Regions from separate parts of the Zea mays genome. Here regions 1, 2 and 4 are each linked to region 3. A link is a contact called in public Hi-C data. All regions are on one chromosome and are shown on one strand. Each heading gives the region's core, a stretch centred on a gene start, on an enhancer-like site or on the middle of the called end of the contact. The rest is flanking DNA. Distances are from core to core; before and after follow the strand shown.

The links. A called contact is a pair of places that touch in the nucleus more often than the background predicts.
Region 1: a contact with region 3 is called in a Hi-C map of leaf, with 7 times the contacts expected there. The contact joins the promoter of LOC100191756 here to the promoter of LOC103631147 in region 3. A contact is called at or near these places in 14 of 25 Hi-C or Micro-C datasets (bundle sheath, ear, endosperm and 4 more) and 1 of 3 datasets of contacts at active chromatin or transcription factors (seedling).
Region 2: a Hi-C map of ear shows a contact between it and region 3, with 2.8 times the contacts expected there. The contact joins the promoter of LOC103631145 here to the promoter of LOC103631147 in region 3. A contact is called at or near these places in 2 of 25 Hi-C or Micro-C datasets (ear and tassel).
Region 4: a Hi-C map of ear shows a contact between it and region 3, with 2.3 times the contacts expected there. The contact joins the enhancer-like site here to the promoter of LOC103631147 in region 3. A contact is called at or near these places in 2 of 25 Hi-C or Micro-C datasets (ear and leaf).

The regions. Positions count from the first base shown.
Region 1 is chr6:84,328,214-84,331,003 of Zm-B73-REFERENCE-NAM-5.0, reverse strand. LOC100191756 (putative Solute carrier family 35 member C2) reads left to right here and starts at 1,326. Exons shown (of 12, transcript NM_001137183.1): 1 at 1,326-1,878; 2 at 1,974-2,143; 3 at 2,245-2,330; 4 at 2,426-2,475. The coding sequence starts at 1,577.
Region 2 is chr6:83,666,059-83,668,835 of Zm-B73-REFERENCE-NAM-5.0, reverse strand. LOC103631145 (alcohol dehydrogenase) reads left to right here and starts at 1,442. Exons shown (of 8, transcript XM_020539982.1): 1 at 1,442-1,487; 2 at 1,724-2,004; 3 at 2,520-2,579; 4 at 2,661-2,754. The coding sequence starts at 1,442.
Region 3 is chr6:83,997,155-83,999,979 of Zm-B73-REFERENCE-NAM-5.0, reverse strand. It overlaps LOC103631147 (F-box/LRR-repeat MAX2 homolog), which reads right to left and starts at 1,296. Exons shown (of 1, transcript XM_020539294.3): 1 at 1-1,296. The coding sequence starts at 788.
Region 4 is chr6:84,280,552-84,283,805 of Zm-B73-REFERENCE-NAM-5.0, reverse strand. No RefSeq gene overlaps it. Among protein-coding and RNA genes, the nearest start is that of LOC111589617, 29 kb to the right of the region's middle. Within about 2 kb of position 1,800, at least 14 of the 20 cell types and tissues checked have an H3K27ac peak or open chromatin away from gene starts, as enhancers often do. A contact at or near this core is called in ear and leaf, where this site is marked.

The DNA of each region.
Region 1 (2,790 bases), core at 77-2,576, 330 kb before region 3:
GTGAGGATGAAGATATTTTGTGTCCATGTAGTAGATGCATCAACCAGAAGTCCTTTCATCAAGCCCTTGTGGAGAAGCATATATTAATGAATGGGATGGAAAGTACATATATTCAATGGATACATCATGGAGAGAACTTTGAGGAAGATGCCGATCATTCGATACATGGGACATGTGTGATTGAGGATGGCAACTATGGTGATGATCGTTTTGATGGGATGTTACAAGACCTATGCACTGTAGAAGACCAAGATAAAGAGGATGGTGAAAATGAGGATGGAGACAATACTAATGATGACAATGAGTCATTTTATGGTGTAGTGCTGAAAGAGGCGAAACATCTTATTTATTCTGGTTGTACCAAATTTTTAAGGTTGTCCTTTGTTGTAAAGCTCACTTTAACATCCTGTGAACTACAAACACAAACCCTAGCAACCATATTAGGCTATGTTGATCATTAAACACCAGAATCAATTAGTCAAATAGACGGAGGTCCATTTTCCTTACAGTGTTTGTGGTCGTGTGCGTTGTTAGCGAGCGCACACAAACAGTGGGTGCAACATGTTGGTGAAAAATGAACTCAAACGAGTAAATTGTAGTTATCCACTCAATTGGATATACAAATTTGTCCGTGAATAGTAGTATTCTATCTGCTGTAGGTGAACGGTAAACCGATATAAAAACTAATTTCCTATTTTCATGTCGGTATTTTGCATTTCCCGTCTGTCTGTTGTGCACCGGTCATGAAAATTTTGGTTTCCAGACGCTCTGGACAATCAGGTCGTATACGAAACATGCAAGTTGCTTATTTTCACTCTTCTATGTCGATGCCGGACAAAGAGAAAAACAGATTAGGTGACCTGTTACATTAAATGCCTGAAGCAAAAGTGATAGAACTGGCCACTTCATCTGAAGCATTCAAGCGTGTATATATAGCACCATTAGATGCTGACATTTAGCTGTGTGTCTCCAGCAATGCCAAATTTCAGGGCCTGATGTGCATTTGCTGTAGCCTGAGCAGGTGCGGTGCCTACCTGCAGTCCTCCGTCCTGGGCGGCCACGCACAAGTGCAGCACTCCCAAGTCCCAAGTTCCCAACCACAGCCCACCTGCAGTCCTTTGTTTCTACTTCTGGCAGAAAGAAGGTGTTGGTCAGAGCTTACATATCGCCGCACAAAAAAAGCATGTGTTGTGTTGGGAGTGAGATCACCATGGCGGCGTGCAGCCAGTTTTATATTGTACTACCCGTGTGTTAGGTACAACAGCCACAGGTGTCTTCTTCGGCTGCCAGCGTGCGCCCCACAAACACATGAGGAGGAGGGCCGTCGGGGCGCGTCCATCCGGTCCGGACACCCGAGTACCCGACCTGCTTGCTCATCGCGCGCACCCGCCAAAGCAACCAACCGCCCCATCGTCCCCGTCCTGTTCCGGCAGGCAGCCGCTCCCGCTCCCGCTCCCCCACCCCACTCCCCCTCGCGCGGCGCGTTCTCAGATCCCCCGCCCGGTTGGCACCGGCACCCCGGTCCGAAATGCGAGGAGCCTTGTAGCGCCTCGGAGCACGGACGGAATCGCGCCGCATGCATCCCAAGCCCGAGGGCGGCGGCGACGACGACGGGGCCGCCGCGGAGGTGGGCTCCCCGCGGTCCGGCTACTTCCGGCAGCGGAGCATGCACGCCGCCGCCGCCGCCGCGGATCCGGAGGCGGCGCGCCGGCCGTTCCACGTCGAGAACCCGCCTTGCTCCGCCGGCGGGGGGCTGCGGCCCAGCGAGTCCGTCACCAAGCTGGAGTCGCTGGAGCGTGCCGCGCTGGCGCCCGCCGTGGTGCTCAGGACCGGGTTCTACATCCTGGTGTGGTACGCGTTCAGCACCTGCCTCACGCTGTGAGTGGCCTGGATCCCCCCCTCTCTCCTGCTTCCCCCCCGCTTGCGGAGGAGACGGCGGCCTGACTGCTTCGTTGCTGCGTGGTGGGTGCCAGATATAACAAGACGCTGCTGGGGGATAAGCTCGGCAAGTTCCCGGCGCCGCTGCTGATGAACACCGTGCACTTCGCGCTGCAGGCGGGGCTCTCCAAGCTCATCATCTGGTTCCAGCCCAAGGGGCCCGAGGCCGCCGTCGACATGGGGTGGAAGGACTACTTCATGAGAGGTGTGGATCTCGCTCTACGAGAAATTCGCAGCCATGGTTTGCTCTTGCTTGTTTGTTACGGCTGAGTAGCGATCGATCCTTACTAGCCGTTCTGCATGCAGTCGTGCCAACTGCTCTCGGGACGGCCTTGGACATAAACCTGAGCAACGCGTCTCTGGTGTTCATCTCGGTGACGTTTGCTACTATGGTGTGTTTACCAAAGGATTTAATTTGCTTGCTCTCCTTTAGTTAGATTCCTTGATTTGTTCAGTAACTAGAGTTCATGAAATTGATCTTTTGCAGTGTAAATCAGCCTCCCCGATATTCTTGTTGCTCTTTGCTTTTGCATTTAGGTGAGTGCTGGGCTTCATTTCCCCGTTATAATTTGCCTACTTGGAAATTAGTTGTAAATTGCACTATATCCATATTAGTACAGCAGGACACTCATATTCTGCAACAATCGTTACAGATTTGCCAAAATTTTTTGTTGATACAGTTTTATGTTTATCCTGCCTTTTGAAGACAATTAGTTGAAGCAGCCAATTAATGCTGTGCACTAATGAAACATGGTAGTCTTAAGCTAGAAACGTGTTACATGAAACCAAAAAATGTGGTCCCAATGTAAAGCAGTGATAAACCCACACTTCCCTTAACCCACGTGAGGATCT
Region 2 (2,777 bases), core at 193-2,692, 330 kb after region 3:
CAAGTAATAGAGATTATTCAAACAGTTGCTCTTTAAGATAATACGGTTGCCACGAGAAACCTTAAGAACACCATCAATAGCAGCAAAATTGAATCCCTTTGCTTCTAAAGTGCTCAAAGAAATAAAATTTCTCTTCAATTTTGGAACAAAATGGACATCGATAAGTTTCTTAATACTGTCATCATGAATTTGGATATAAATAGAGTCGATTCCAATAATCTCACATGTGGATCCATCTCCAATAACAACCTCACCAGCATGAGACTGAACATAATCAGAAAACCAATCTCTATGCGAACAAATATGAAAAGTGCAAGCGGAATCGAGAACCCAAGAAGAACATTTTTCAACAGAGGCAACAAATAAAGTTTCTCCACTATCCAAAGTTTCCACAAAACTGGCTTCAACAAAAGACTTATCCAATTTTTTTCTTTCTCTCCTCTTTATTTCTCACCTTGGGACATTGAGAAATATGATGAGTATTTTTTTCTGCAATAACGACAATAAAGGTTGGATTTATGATCTTCAGATCCCTGAACAATTAAACCTTCACCTTTGGGTTCAGAACGAGAATCAACATCAAATTTTTTTTAGACAACAAATTTGACTTAACATTCTCAAAGGACAGTGAAGTATAATTACCATAAAGAATAATTTCCTTAAAATGCTTAAAAGAAGTGGGCAATGAGACTACCAACAAAATTGCCTTATCTTCATCATCTATCTTCACATCAAGGCTCTCAAGATCCACAATAATTGAATTAAATTCATTAAGATGTGACTGAATAGATGTACCTTCCGCCATATAGATAGTATAAATGCGCTCTTTGAGACGGAGCTTATTAGCAAGACTTTTGGTCATATATAGCTCCTCTAATTTCTTCCATAATTCTGCCGCAGATTTCGCATTCATTACTTCACGCAGAACATCAAGAGATAAACTGAGAGATAAACTAAGTTGCAAGGCGGACAAAGTTTTTTTCATCAAGATCCTCCCAATTATCATCAGTCAAGGTCACAGTTGTAACGCTTTTCGTAAACATAACTCGATAAGAACAGTCTTTATCTGAATTTGCCAAATAGCAAAACTGATTTTGTCATCAAACTTCGGAATATCAATTTTAGTTGACATTTATAATCTGAAATAAAAAATCCGAGATAATGTAGAGAGCGAACAAAAATTAATTGCTCCTACTCCTTGCGTGAGAAATTAGCACAAACATCAATGATCTACAGTAGCCTTCCTTGCTTGGGAGTTGTGCACAACAAATTACTACCCACTGCTGCAGAGAAGCGCTGACGAGATGCACAGTTGATGGTGTCGTCGAATACGGGACACACCTTGCCGCCGTCGGGACAGCACGCGACGAACGCGACTTTGCAGAGTCCGCCAGCGACGCTTGCCGTAGATGAGGGCACCCGCAACCCGGGTCAGCACGCCATGCGAGAGGACGACCACATATCTAGAGAACAGTGCGACCGATCTGGTGAGACGACGAACTGGCGGTGGCCGAGAAAACTGTGTCTAGCTCTATATATCTCTACTAACTATTAAGAGGGCAGTGTAGACTGCCCCCGCCCGCGGATAACGCGTCCGCCCGCCTGCCCCTGCCGCGAGATTCCCTTCGCCCCCCCCCCCCCCCCCGCCGCGATTCCCCAACCGCCCGCGGCTAATCCCCCGCTACACCCGCGGCGAATCCCCCGCTACGCCCCTACCGTGCAGCCCACTACCGCTCTGTACATGGATCCTCTTCTCGCAATCCCGCGCCGCATCCCCTCTCGCCCTGCCGGCGAGAGCGCGGCCCGCTGAGGCGGCGACCGTCGTTCAAGCGCCGGTGGCAGCAGCGGTCATGGTGGGTGCGCCTCTTGCTCTCCCTCCTCCTCGCTCTCGCATGCGTCCTCCTCCTCGCTGTCCTCCTCGGCTCCCCCGACCCCGACACCTCGCCGTCCACCTCCACCGCGTCCTCCGGATCCGAGGTCACCTCCTCCCCTCTCCTCAGTCAGGTAACCACGTCGCGTTTTTCGCATCCCCGTCTTCACCGTGAAACCTGCAATCGCCACGCCGAGAAAGGTTCGCCTGGTGCCCTCTGAAGTGCATTGACATGTAGATAGAATGGAATGTTTCTGTTCGCATTGGTGAATGGGGTTGCTTTTTCGTTTTGTTATCTGTAGATTTGTTCTTGTGCTTTTTGGATTTCAGGTGTCCAAGATTCCTTGAGCTACTGTCAAATACTACGATGTGTTATGTTATGTTACTCATCTCTTTTTTATGTGTGTACTTTTTAGAGAGAAAAATACCTTTTAGTCCCATTGTTTCAGTTTACAGTCAAATTTACAACTGCTTCGAAGTAAATGGGAAAACAACTCAATAATCTTGGCTTAGAGATGCGAATTTGGCCATTGCTTGTAACTTTATATTAAAATGTGAATATGTGATCTGTTCTTCTGCAATTATGACTTGGCATGCCTTCTGTAACCGGTGTACAAGAATTACTAATATTTTTCATTATGCTTTTAAGATTTTGGACTACGTCGGCGCCTTCATAATGCCATGTGGGAACTGCTTCTACCGCGTTAAGGTAGAGCAACTTCGTTGAATTACGACATATATTTCTGTGCTTTTCTTGCTTGTTACGCTCATGCCCATTGATTTGATACAGGGCCAAGAAGATCTGTGCGAGTCTTTCTTCATGTATAATCGTGCCAAGGGGACACTCTATGATGGCGAGACACGACTGTTTCTAAGGGGCAATGGTAACCTGAGGAAACAGATCCAC
Region 3 (2,825 bases), core at 47-2,546:
CTGACGAAGTCAACGTACCGAGGGTTGAACACGCAGGGCGCCACGAGCTTGCGGAGATTGGGGCAGGATCCCGCGATGGCTCCCAGCTCGGTGGCGTGGAACCCGTCCGTGGCGCCCGCGAGGCCGAGGTCGAGCTCGGTGAGCGCCGCGGCTGCTGCCGGGTGCGCTGCGAGCGCCGGCCCGATGTCCTCCGTCCAGCAGTAGAACTCGGAGAGGTCGAGCGCCCTGAGCGCTGGGCAGTCCCCGAGGAGCGGCTCGAGATCCGCGCCGGCGTCGAGGCCCGGCGGGCGCTGGTGCCAGCGCACGAGCTTGACGCTGCGGAGGCGGGACCTCCAGTGCGGGGTGAGGCTGACGAGCGTGGTGGGGTCGCGGCAGTAGACGGCGAGCGAGGACACGGCGGGGAAGCAGTAGGCGAGGCGCGCCGCGACCAGCTCGTTCTGCTCCGCGACCTGCTGCGGCGTCACGGACGGCGCGACGGCGTCGGCCGACGGCGCCGCGGAGGAGAGGAACGGGTGGCCCCACGGGGACGCCAGCGAGAGGTCGAGCCGCTCCAGCGCCGGGAAGCAGAACGCCGGCCTGAGGAAGAGGAACGCGGGCGACCGTGGGTCCCCGCGCAGCGACAGCGCGGCCCGTGTGGCCCGCTCCGCCGCGAGGAGCCGGCGGCACGCCAGCGCGGCGCGGTGCCGCGACCGCGCGTCGGTGAGGAAGCCCAGGATGTGGAGCAGCAGCGGCTCTGGCAGGTCCAGGATGGGGGAGCCCGCCGCTGCCGCCGCGTCGTCCTCAGCCATGCGGTGCGACGCGGCGATGGGGGGTCGGACGGGATGGGGGATGCGCCGCCGCGTCCGGCAAAGTCGTCGATCCCTTTTTCCTTTCCCTTGCGCTGCGCGGGCGGGGGGGAGGAGAAGGGGGATGTGTGTGGCCTGCGGGTGAAGGGGCGGGCGGACCGGCGGAGTTGGGACGAGAGACACGGGAAGCTGCACAGCGAAGTGATATACTACTGGACGACAGCTCTGTCTCTTTTTTTACCCTTTTTGTCTGTATATAATAATTATCTTATCCTATCCGCATCGACGTATTTTTCAGACTAGCTGTTCCGCTGGCTGAGACTGACAGCAGCAGCAGATGGTCATGGAATCCTCTCACTCTAGGAGAAGTCGAGTCGAGAAGTCTCGCAGACGCACGCACTTCAGCTCTACCATGGGCACACAGCTCTCACGGCTCTAGGGTTTGGACTAGCCAGCACCTCCATGTAAACAGACGTAATGATTTACAGTGTAACGGAGTAAAGTTTAAAATAGCAAACAAGATAGTGAGTCTGTTGGAGTAAAGTTTAAAATAGGAAATAAGATAGTGAGTCTGTTGGAGATATGGCTGGAAATAAGGTGAGCCAAGCTCGGCTCAATTGGTGACGGATCTCGGTTCGACTCGGCTCACTTATTGCATGAGTTTAAGGATGCGTGATGCTCCGTTTGGCTCCATTATGACTCATGAGCTAGCCAGCTAGCTCGCTCATTGCACGAGCTTAAAGATGAGTCTTACTTCGGCTCGATATTGCACACCATAATAAATATAATTGTATTATGTATTAAACTAATAGTATTTAAATATGAAATATAGAATCATTATTCAATATTATGACGATCTAAAATTTTAATTGTTATATATCCATCATTAAAGATTAAAAAATGAACCGATAATCTATTATGATTACGCAAATTGATTAATTCAGATTAAAAAATGAACCGATAATCTATTATGATTACGCAAATTGATTAATTCAGCACAGTTGACGCGGCTCGCGAGTTGGCTCAGCTCGCTTCAACGACGAGCCCAAAAATTAGGCTCGAATCGGTTTATTCGAGGCTCGCGAGTCGCTCTGAGTTTAAGCTGGCTCGTGAGCCTATAGCTTATTTTCTAGCCACTACACAGTTAGGCTCTAAATCATTTTTAAATTCAAAAGCCTAAATAGGATATGGCGATGGGGTCGTCGACGCTGGCGAGGGCGGTAGGTGGCAGAAGGGATCCCAGCGAGAACCCGAAGCTCTTCACAGGCGATGTGGTAGGTTAGACTACCTCCATCAGTTTACCCATATGACATATTCAAACCACACTCTACAGACAGTGTAATGTATAGTGTAAAACAATGTTTTGGTGACCATATGGATGTATACATTGCACGCATATGGTATATGGTCACCCAAAACACTGTTTTGCACTGTACATTGTATTGTTTGTAGAATATAGTTTGAATATCATTAGGGTATAGAAAAGCTACTGGAGTTAGTCGCTGACTATCTGACTGTCTATAATTATTATTGACTACCTCGATTTTCATTTGCTTAACAAAACAGGCAATACATAGAGCTAGAAGGATGATATAAGATGCACCCGTGGTACTGAAAGTTATACCACCAGACGTTATTCTGGAAGACCATATACCAAGTACTGTGAACTAGACTCACGCTATGTCAAACAGAGAAGATGATATTATCGTCTCAGCGTCCGTGCCACCAGTATTGACAACAAAAGGCGACAGGAAGAATTTTTTGCCAGGTGAAGAAAATATTCCCCAGCTGCATTGCAGAAGAAAAGAAGAAAGTACGGGAAATATGGCCTATATGACTAGGGGCAAATGCATCAACATGTGTGAACGATCACAAAAAATATGTAATCAAAAGACAGAGAGGTAGGCCTAAAGGGACAGGTCGTGTGAAAAGTTGTGCAACTTCAGATGATGACCAAAACGAATCATTAACAGAAGACGATGTGGTGTAATGACTCGAACTATATAGTTATTATTGGACGTTTAAAATTTATTACTGATC
Region 4 (3,254 bases), core at 551-3,050, 280 kb before region 3:
TGAGAGCAGATAGAAGGTTTGACAATTTGGATGGGATTGTTGATCTAGCTAAATTAATGGTGCAAACAAATAAGCATATTACTTTTCCATTGATCTATCAACTTCTAAAGCTAGTACTAATATTGTCGTTTGCCACATCATCAGTGGAAAGGTGTTTTTCAGCTATGAATGTTGTAAAGAAAAAGTTGAGAAATAATATGGGTGATCAGTTCATGAGTGATTGTGTAACACCCCTGGTGTTTATATTCCGCTCGACAACGAGTATGGATTTAAGCACGTAATATCAGTGGATAAAACAGATTTTAAATTTTAATCATCTTCGGTTATCGCGATTTTAATATCGCATCGGTTTCATCGGTCGCGAGTGTGACATCGTTTTTATTTTTATCCATCCGGGCTCTTCATAAATTTTCGTGATGTTCGGAACATAATTGTTCTGAAAATCGGCGAGTCCGGTGAATATTTAAAATTCATCGCTCGTACGAATACGGATTCAGAAGCTCGACCCACTTGGATGATTTATATCCCGGGCAAATTAATAGAACTCGATGACTAAGCTTTCAATGTAAAATAATTTAATCTCTTTTTTGTCATCCGTGACATCGCGTCTACGGATTTTTAATTAAATTGTTTTCTAACCGAGTGTTCGGATAACGGACGGACTTCGTCTAAAATCAACTGAATCGGATGCTGATTGAAATAACGAAGCCGAAATCCATTTAATTCGTTCCGATTGCATCTTGCCCCGATCCAAAACTTTGGATAAATAACGGGTGCAAATTCATTTGATTTCGAAGTATTCGCTAAATCAAAACCGTGACAGTGTGTCCGAGAATTATAATGGAGCTTCGATTCTCTGGTAAATTTATCAGATTTTTGAATCGAATCAACTGTCGCAATTACCGTCGACTCTTTTGTTATCGCAAGAAATCCCGGTTCAAAAATATCTTGATTCCTCGGTTAAATAAATAAATAAAAAAATCTATTGTTTCTATCCTGTGGGCGTGTACAGCATTCCAGAAGCTGAATCACGTCATCTTTCTTATCCTCTACTGCCCCTATCTCTAGATTTTTTTTCACGTTGCTCTTATCCGTGCATTTGCTCCCTAGGAAAAAAATCTTCCTTCCCTACTAGCGTTTGCCGAGCACGTACTTTACCTGTACTTCGCGAAGTTGTCCCTGCTTGCTTCCCCTGCTTTTCCTTTCCGTTTCTCACGGACGCACGCCCTCTGCCCCCACCGTCTTCAGCTCGCCCAGGACGGCGTGTTGCTCGCTCCCCAGCTTGGACCGCGCGGCTCCCTACGGCGCTCGCTCCACCTTGCTCGCCTATGGCGCCCAGCCCGGTTTCCAGCCTCCTCCCGGCCATGAGCTCGACCATGGCGGCTCCCTGTGCTCGACGCTCAGTTCTCTCTGTCTCCCATGGCCGCCGCGCCCTGGTCCAGTCTTCCTGCGCGTCGGGATGGCCCTCCTCTCTCCTCTGTTCGCCCAGCTCGGCCACTCGTCCGGCCTCGAGCTTCTCCCTCGCGCGCCCTTTCTGCTCGGCGCTCTGCTCCTCTCGCCATGGCGTCCATCTTTCTAACCGCGATTTCCTTGCTCGGCTTCTCCCTCCCACTATCTCTTTCTCTGCGCGCGAGCTCGCCCCTATCCCCCTGCTCGCTCGTGCTTTGCCGAGCTTGCTCCTGCGCGCAACGCGCCCAGCCAGCTCCCTGCCAAGTCCCAGCCGAACTCCTCCGTACAGTGCCCTGTCCAGGCTTCCTGTTCCTGGGCGTTGTCGCCTTGCGCGCGCGGTCCTCTGCCCCTGCGCGTAGCCGGTTTTTCAGTTCGCCGTGGAGCCTGCGCGCTCGGTTCTGTCCAGTTCGTGTACTGCTCGCCCGTCCACGCGGCACGTCATCCATGGCCGCTGTCCGTCGTCGAGTCCGTACGCGCGCACCAGCTCCCTGTGTCGCATTCCATTCGCCTAAACCGGAGTTCGCCAGTTGTCCCTGCTTGCCGGTGTGCTGCTGCTCTAGTTTGGATCTCGCCCAAGTCGCTGGCATGGTTGTCCGGTGTTTGGCCCGCGCCGATTCGCGTTCTCTCATATCGCCATCGTCGTGTTGTCGCTGGTGATAGCTTCGCGTGCGCGTCAAACTCCCGCGTCGAGTCTTTTTCCTGCTCGCTGCGCGCCATCTCAGCTCGCTCGACCTTAATTTCGTCGCGTCGTCGACCTTGTCGTTCGCTGTCGAGTCTCGCTATCCATCGCGAAGTCCCCTGCTGTCAGCCTCCGCACCTGTCCTATGCCGTCGTAGCCGGTTTGCCTCCATCTCGTGGTGGTGTTGCACTGCCGTCGAGTCCCGATATCGATCTGGTTGTCGTCGAAGTGAAGCTCAGTTTAACGCTCGCCAAGGGTTCGATCAAAGATTTTATTCGAAGACTGTCGACGTTCTCGCAAGCTTTAAGTCAGATTTAATGGACGGTAAGTGGATTTGTTATTCCAGTCGACTAAATATAATATTTATTAGACTACTTGAATCGTGTACGGTGATTTAATCGGTAGTCATACGTGTTGCTGATTCCTTGTGTTATAATAGTTATTACGTTCTAGGTAGTTTGCTTGGGTTATTAGTTTCGAGTAAATTAATATTAGTACGGTATTTAACATGTAATTGACAAAAAATTTGGATTCATATTCGTTAATCAAAGTAGTAAATCTAAGCTAAATTTATTATTGGCGCGCAAGTTGTTAGCCGAATTGTTAGATAGATTAAATAAATATGTGTGATGCAAAATAAAATTAAATTAGTTTTTGGTGAGCAAAGTGATATAATTTATAAAGCGAGAGATAAATTTAGCATTTAATTAAGTAACTAATGAGTTGTGTTTAGGCTAATTATGTTTAAAGTGTATGATTTGTTGTTTGTAATGTTTGTGTTAGGTTCGTTTAATTTAGGAAGCGTAATTATAGCGCGTAGTCGTATATTAATAACTAGTGTTTCCGTGTAAGATTGTACAACGCCTCGCCACTAGGTGTTTAATACACTATCGTATAACACTATTTAGGTTTATAATATTCCCGTTCTTATGCATTCATGTGCATTATGCAAATCATTTAGGTACGATAATTAATCGCGCGATGCGGAAGACAAGCCAAGTCGACCCCAAGCGCGGGCTACTCCGCATGGTGAAGCTGAAGGACGAACGCATGGATGGATGACCTGACAAGTGCCAAGACAAAGAATGGTCGTCAAGTGCTCATCGCCTAACCAACACTAACCTAG